Regions from separate parts of the Hordeum vulgare genome. Here region 1 is linked to region 2. A link is a contact called in public Hi-C data. All regions are on one chromosome and are shown on one strand. The core of a region is the stretch at or near the end of the contact, and the rest is flanking DNA. Distances in the headings are between cores, read along the strand shown. Region 1 has its middle 81 kb from the start of LOC123445539. Region 2 has its middle 18 kb from the start of LOC123442189.

Evidence for each region. A called contact is a pair of places that touch in the nucleus more often than the background predicts.
Region 1: a contact with region 2 is called in a Hi-C map of leaf, with 4 times the contacts expected there. The contact joins two enhancer-like sites. A contact is called at or near these places in 2 of 6 Hi-C or Micro-C datasets (leaf and seedling).

Annotation. Positions count from the first base shown.
Region 1 is chr3H:599,228,924-599,232,667 of MorexV3_pseudomolecules_assembly, reverse strand. No RefSeq gene overlaps it. Among protein-coding and RNA genes, the nearest start is that of LOC123445539, 81 kb to the right of the region's middle. Within about 2 kb of position 1,752, at least 1 of the 3 cell types and tissues checked has open chromatin away from gene starts, as enhancers often do. A contact at or near this core is called in leaf, where this site is marked.
Region 2 is chr3H:599,093,045-599,096,501 of MorexV3_pseudomolecules_assembly, reverse strand. No RefSeq gene overlaps it. Among protein-coding and RNA genes, the nearest start is that of LOC123442189, 18 kb to the right of the region's middle. Within about 2 kb of position 1,776, at least 3 of the 3 cell types and tissues checked have open chromatin away from gene starts, as enhancers often do. A contact at or near this core is called in leaf, where this site is marked.

The DNA of each region.
Region 1 (3,744 bases), core at 503-3,002, 140 kb before region 2:
CACTACGGCAGGCCACGTGTTAGTCCTTTGGTCCCGGGTTGAGCCACCAACCGGGACTAAAGGGGGATACGAACGGTTCCCACCACCACTGCCCACCGCGTAGCCCTTTAGTCCCGGTTTGGGACACGAACCGGGACTAAAGGCTCCTTACGGGCCGGGACTAAAGCCTCGAGGGAGGCATTGAGAATTGGGGCGACGTGGCCGGGCCTTTAGTCCCGGCCCAGAGGCAGGCCGGGACTAAGTGGTCCCGACCAAAGGCCCGTTTTCCACTAGTGAAATAAAAAAACGAAGGGGGTTTTTGGAAATATCGAGCCACAAGCGCGGCCACACGCCTTGTGCACGCTCGCAGTCACTAATGATGGGTCGGACGGACACGCTGGCATCCTAGCGAGCAGCGCGGACCTACGAAAATGCGATTTAGACCGTACTTGAATCAAAGAACCAAGTTTTAGCATCAATTAGGCGTATTTTTTAAGTTCGTGTACCAAAGTAAACATCGATGTTAAGTTCATGCATCACTACTGTAATTACCTCAACAATAATCTCTGGTTAATATTCATGGTTCTTGTGAGTGTACCATAAGTGAAGGAAAGTTTAATACCATAATGCTATACTAGCAAGAGTGAGACTTTCCATAAATATTGCTCTATCACCTGTCGTTGGAAGCTTGAAAACAAGAGTTGTGCATGCGCTCTTCTTCTCCTCCGACATATGCTCCTTATTTTTATCATTCAAAAATGATTAATTAATTATTAATTATAGATTAATTAACGAGTCACTGAAGCGCGATTGTTCGAGATGTTGGATGATGGGTTGTTCGTGGATTCGGTCGTGGGCAATGACCCAGGCACATCTACCCGACGATCTATATAAGGAGGCGTCCACCATGGAGTGTAACCTAATTCTTTCACTTTCTCCTTTTCTCACAATCCTAGCCGTCATCTATTTTTTTTCAATGTGCTGCTTCCTACGGTCTCATCTTGACGACGCGTGCATGGTTGGTCATGAGAGTAGGTACCTCCGGAACCATGTCGTTCGAGATTCTTAGCGGAAATACGGCAACAAGGTTTTTAGGGAACGTCTCAACGTGATTGCTTTCGATGCGCCCCGTCTTCGTCCTGTTCTACTTTGGCTATTTTCCCTACTTTAACATCATGGTCAACCATATTCCAAAACACCGTATTCTCCTGAAGAATGGAGAAGAACCGATTGACCCCGCAATCGTTCTGGTATCGGCCGTACGAGATTCAGCTGGTGGAATCGGCGATCCGGTCCACCGCGGTTGTCCCGGTCGAATAAAAGCTCTAGTGCACAATGGTTCATTCCTCCGCTGTATTGACCAGGCTAGCAGCGTACGCCGCTGTACTTACGTCGTACCAGTAATTTCTTCCGGATAAACCATGGCGAATTTCAGGACGTGGTGGTGCGATTTATCGGCCACACATCAACCGTGGCTGGTTTGCAATTACAAGGAAGGCTTGCTACAAAAGACGGGGAGATCCCGTACGTAGTACGTGGTCCTGCCCAGCTCCATGCATCCATGTTCAAGATCCTCATGTTTGCTGTCAAAATATGCATCCCACACCACGCCACATTCGGCCAAAGTTTATCATGGCACGCAGGTTTGTGAGAATTTTTGTTATTTCTGCGGAAAAAGTTTGGAAAAATTGATCAACGAGAGCTACCACTCGTCCCATGCATCGATGCTTTTTCACCTTACATGAGAAGAAAAGACCAGACGACGAGGGCACCGTCCAGATCGTCTAACAGACATAACATCTCTTTCTCCTCCTCCGTTTCAGAGCAGAGATAAGATGGGTCTGTCGAACCGTCATGATCGCCAAGATTGCGATTCTCTTTGACGCATCGGTCCGTCCATCCATCGGATCGCGCTAGCTGCCGGCAAGACGTCGCTCGATCTCGATCGGTATGGTTGGTTTTCGAGTCCTTGTAATTGTTGTAAAGCAAAAGCAAAGAGTTCAAATGATTCCATTTCGTTCCATTGCAATGTAAAAGACTCATTTATATATAATTTAAAGTGGTGTGTTAGAAAGACACCTACACCTCCTGAAACCATTCCATACAATTGATCACATGCTTTATTTCATAAAGCTTCTTCTTGATCAATTCGTGATTTGTATATTGCAAATTAAAAACTCATTCAAAAACCCTGTAAGAAAATTCAGAAAAAACTTTATAGTAATATGTCATCGGAAACTCCTTTAAAACCGAGTGAAAAAATATAAAGAAAAACTAATATAACATACATCCGCACTTGTATTTATATTGTCTCGTTAAAAATCTTATATGAGAAACCATCCTGAAAAACTCATAAAGGGAAAAAGAGTATAATATGAGTGATCTAAAGATCACCAATGGATTATAACTTGGGATTTTACTCCCCTGAACTTTGCAAACATCAATGTCGTCTCATACCAATTCCACGAACGAGGTTCGAGAATATAAACATTGGTAGCGACATTGTAAATCTCACAATAATTTGTTTGCATATTATCCTCTTACATGTCTGTAATTAGCGAGGATAGATATAACTCATAAGCAATACAAGTGACATTATCTTGGTAGATAATGATAATTGATTCCAATGAATCTTCACATGATCTCACATGTGATCAGCCATTCTTCAAAGACATGTATATCATGTCATGCTTCAAAATAGTTATGGCAGAATTATCACAGAAAGGACCCATTTAGAGTCTATTAGGAAGGCTTCCCACAGAATACTCTTCCAGTAAATCCGGAATTTGATATGGCATTGTTGGGATCAAATTATCAGCCACTATCAGGATATCACACCATGGTCCCATCCTGACTTTCCCAATGGAATTAATCAAGATATTTTGTGTCTTGGACATATCTCAGGATATTCCTTACACCAATCTTACTTTTTATTGGCGATGCACTCTCAATAAATTGCCAACAAATATAGTGTCAGGTCTCACTTACTTTGCAATTTATATGAGCGCTCCGATGGTACTCGATACGAAACTTCATGTCCACTATCACTTTACCATCTCCTCTAGGTTTTAAATGGACTTGTGTCCCATGTCAGATATAATATGACCATTTTTGTGTTTGATAAGATATATCCATATTGATCTTTTTCAATATTTCTAGATATATGAAGACTTACACACATTTATTTCTGAGGGAATATGCTCAAGCTATAAACTTAACATCATTTGGTTTGACCCAAACATCCGTCTCAAAATGATTGTGTGTATTTAATATGTCTTGTATAGACAATGATGATAAGATCATCCACATCAATAATAAGATGTAAATTCAATTCATGATATCTTCATGAATACACATCAACAATCATCCATATTAAAGTAATCCTTGTCCAGAAATAACTCATTTAGTCGATTGTACCACACAACTCTGTGACCTACCTAATTCAGAGTCAAAGAATGACTTCTGAAGCTTCACACACATGTTGTGATTTATCATTGGATTTGGAATATTAAGCCCTTTCAATGGCTTCAATATATATATCCAAACTTAACGACACATGGCTTTTTACTGCCAATTCAGTATCAAATCAAAATTTCACTCATATCGAGAAGGTATGCAACATCATAATTGATATCGGGTCTCTACAGAAACCCTTGCGCTACAAGCATCGCTTTCTCGCCACCTCATCTATTTTCATTTTTGAACGAAAACTGACTTTTCCTCCTTATGGAAGGTACTTATGGGGAGTAGGTTTTAATATGGTAA
Region 2 (3,457 bases), core at 527-3,026:
TTGATTTCTCAACAAAATAGGATATGACTGACTACATTATTTAGTTAGCTTATTATTTTAATAAATCAAAATGATTATAAAAAAATTAAAAGCGTTTGGTATTTTTTTTCTCCCGTTGCAACGCACGGGCCCTTTTGCTAGTACTTATTAACATGACAACATAAATTCAGCAAATCTTTTAAAGTTAAAAACATGATATTGTTAAATGACAAAAATATATAAAAAGCAATCTTTGATTACTAAAGTGTCGGTGCTTCGTAGGTAATCAATCGACTAAGGAGGTGTTTGTTTACATGGACTTTTTGATGTAGGGACTAAAAAAATTATTTTTAGTCTCATCTAAACCAAACATGAGGGACTTTTAGAGACTAAAAGTGAGTATTTCGGAGTAAAGAAAGAAGTCCCAAAGGGAGAGTGTTTTGGGGACTTTTTCAAACAGTGTACCTACTTTTAGCATGTCATTTAATAACTTATAGGGGGTGTTTCTTTCCAGGCACTTTTTGATGTAGGGACTAAAAAAAGTCCCTTTTAGTCCCATGGGAAAGAAACAGGTGGGACTTTTAGAGACTAAAATAGGGTAGTTGGGACTAAAGGAAGAAGTCCCTATGGGAGGGACTTTTTGGGACTTTTTTGACACTTTTTTCAACAGTGCCCCTACTTTTAGGATGTCATTTAATAACTTATAGTATATTACTAGAGATAACATGGTCTTTTGCATGTCATTTAATGACCTCTAGTCCATGTTTAGTCCTTGAAAAAAAACGGGTAGGGACTAGAGACTTTTTAGTTGGGACTAAAAAAAAGTCCTAGGACTTTTTAAAGAAACAGGACGATAGTCTATTAGTAGGGGTGACATGGTCTTTTAACATGTCATTTAATAACCTCTAGTCCATGTTTACTCTCTGAAACCAAACAGGTAGAGACTAAGGACTTCTTAGTTTGAACTAAAAAAAATCATAGGACTTTTCAAACAAACAGGGCCTAAGTCAACAACTAATGCAATCTGCTTGTGGGAATGGGAAATAATGTCAGATCGGGAACTTGTACAGTTACCGTGGATATGGATGAAATAATGAGTGTTCTTTTAAGGAAAGGCAATGGAAAAGATGTGCTCCTACTACAGTGCACATTATGAGGACAAGTAGAAGGATCATCTCCAATCAAATCTCATCTGATCTTACCTCCCCTCACTCTGCTCTTCTGGTGCATGCATTGCTCTGATCTTGGGCGATCTCTCCTGCTACTCCGTATCCTGATCCGATTTGATCGGTGTAAAGCCAACCAACCAAAAAAACAAGCCATGCTTACGCAGATGGACTCTGCACTGAAGCGGAGCAGATGCTCGTTGCTCGGCTTGACGATCCGGACGTGCCGTCGTCGGGTAACGAACACTGGTAGAAGGATCGGGTAGCTCTCGTCCTTGAATTCCTGCAGATCTGCGCGCCATTATAAAACCTTGGCCGCATGTGGCCGTGTGGGACGCATACATTTACTTTGACAACAAGCGCACGAGGATCTTGAAGACGACGCAGCGCGGAGCAGGATTCGCGTACGGGATGTCTCTATCTTTTCCTACTAGTAGCTTCCAAATGAAATGAGTCATGGTTGATCTGTGACCTACACCACCAATTAACTGATCGGCAGAGGCCGGGCGTGGACCAGATCGTTGGCTCACCAACACGATCTCGTACGGCCGATTTGAGAAAAGATTGTGGGATCGGCTCTAGACTCTAGGGCAGGACACAGTCGGTCTGGGTACAGTGCACCGTGCACGTGGGACAAGAGGAGGAAGAAGACCGTGGTGACATGACAGCTCGTCCGAGTATCCTGAGTAGGATCCGATCATTGGACTCGGGCGACCTTTGCGGCATGCATGCCTATGCCCAACGTACGAATCGCTTGCTTTCTCAACGAGGACAAAACCCTAAGGATAACTAGTAGGAGCAGCTCGGAGAAATAAAGGCTCGTCACATTGTTCCCATGCATACATGACGCGATAATGTTCTACTTCCCCGTTTCTAAATATAAGTCTTTTTAAAAATTTCACTAAAGACTATATACGAATGTATTTCCTCCGTTTTAAAATAAGTGGCTTTGTTTTAATATAAAATTTATACTAACTTAGCATTAAATTTACGTCACTTACCCACTTGACATGAGTGGTAAGTTATATCAAAACAAAACGTCACTTACTTTGAGACAGAGGGAGTATATAGACATACTTTAAAACGTAAATTTATTTATTTTACTTTGTATGTAGTCCCGTAATGAAATCTTTAAAAAAACTTATATTTAAAAAGGATGGAATATGTAAAAACAGCAATTTTCACTGGGGAGCAATTTGCTGTTGGACTTATTCTTTCTTACATAAAAAGGTCATGATGAATCAAAAGGGAGCAATTTTGCTAGTAGCCAAGAAGGTTTCACAACCTTTCCAAACAGATTTTTTTTTTGAAAGAAATTTCAAACGGATTTCCTATCCAGTACCGACGATCGGTGAGACTTTCATTGTACTACCACCGTTAGTTAGAAACTTACAATATGTGCATCTAGAGTATATTATTTTTAAAGTCAAACTGCAAACTGCAATATGGTCGCTTGCTCGGTCAACGGCTGGTCACCAAAGCATGATTCTTCCGGTTCCTCAAACCTGTCATGCACGTTTGGATTGACCGGCATCCTTCATATCCAGTTTAAATCTGTCTCAAATACACGAAGGCCTGAACGCGTTAGCCATACCAGACTGACGCATGGAACCTACACAGACACTTGTCATTACCTCGGCGATTTGGTAAGGATACCGCTCGAGCGTGCCAGTCGAAGGACTAAATCCGGCTATTGGAGTCTGACGAGGACCCCCAACCCTAGCCACAATCCCACCCACCCTCCTGCCTCCGCGCCACCACCCACCACATGCGCTTGTAGCTCGCCATTCGCTTATAGCTCTGGCTCGACAATGAATCATCATGTCGTGATGCTCATCCGGAGCGCCAATTGCAACACCTAGATAACTAGTAGTTGCATACGGACCCCCAACCCTAAGGATAACTAGTAGGAGCAACTTAAGGTATGAAGTCTGAGCTACGTAGTTGCATACGGTACTAATTCTACTGTGTGATGATCGGGGAGTGGGCGCGGTGCATGCGGCTGAGTGGGTTGCAACCCAAGCCGCCGCTAGAGAGACAATCTTCCAGCGCCACTCTCCAGCGGCTCCCCTTCACCAGCGACCTCGATCGTCTGTGCTGAGGGTAGTGGCCGGATCCACGCATCTCGATCGTTTTTAATCCTCGTAGTTTAGATTTTTAGGTTGTTCATCATCTTCGTTTCGACTACGATGATGACGGCGCAGAATAAAGATTCTTTGATCCTTTCCTCACCAGTTCATCGATCCTATTGTTGGGCATAGATTTCGAAACCAATCTTTTAAAGCAAGGATTGCGTGGCGGCGACGGCATCC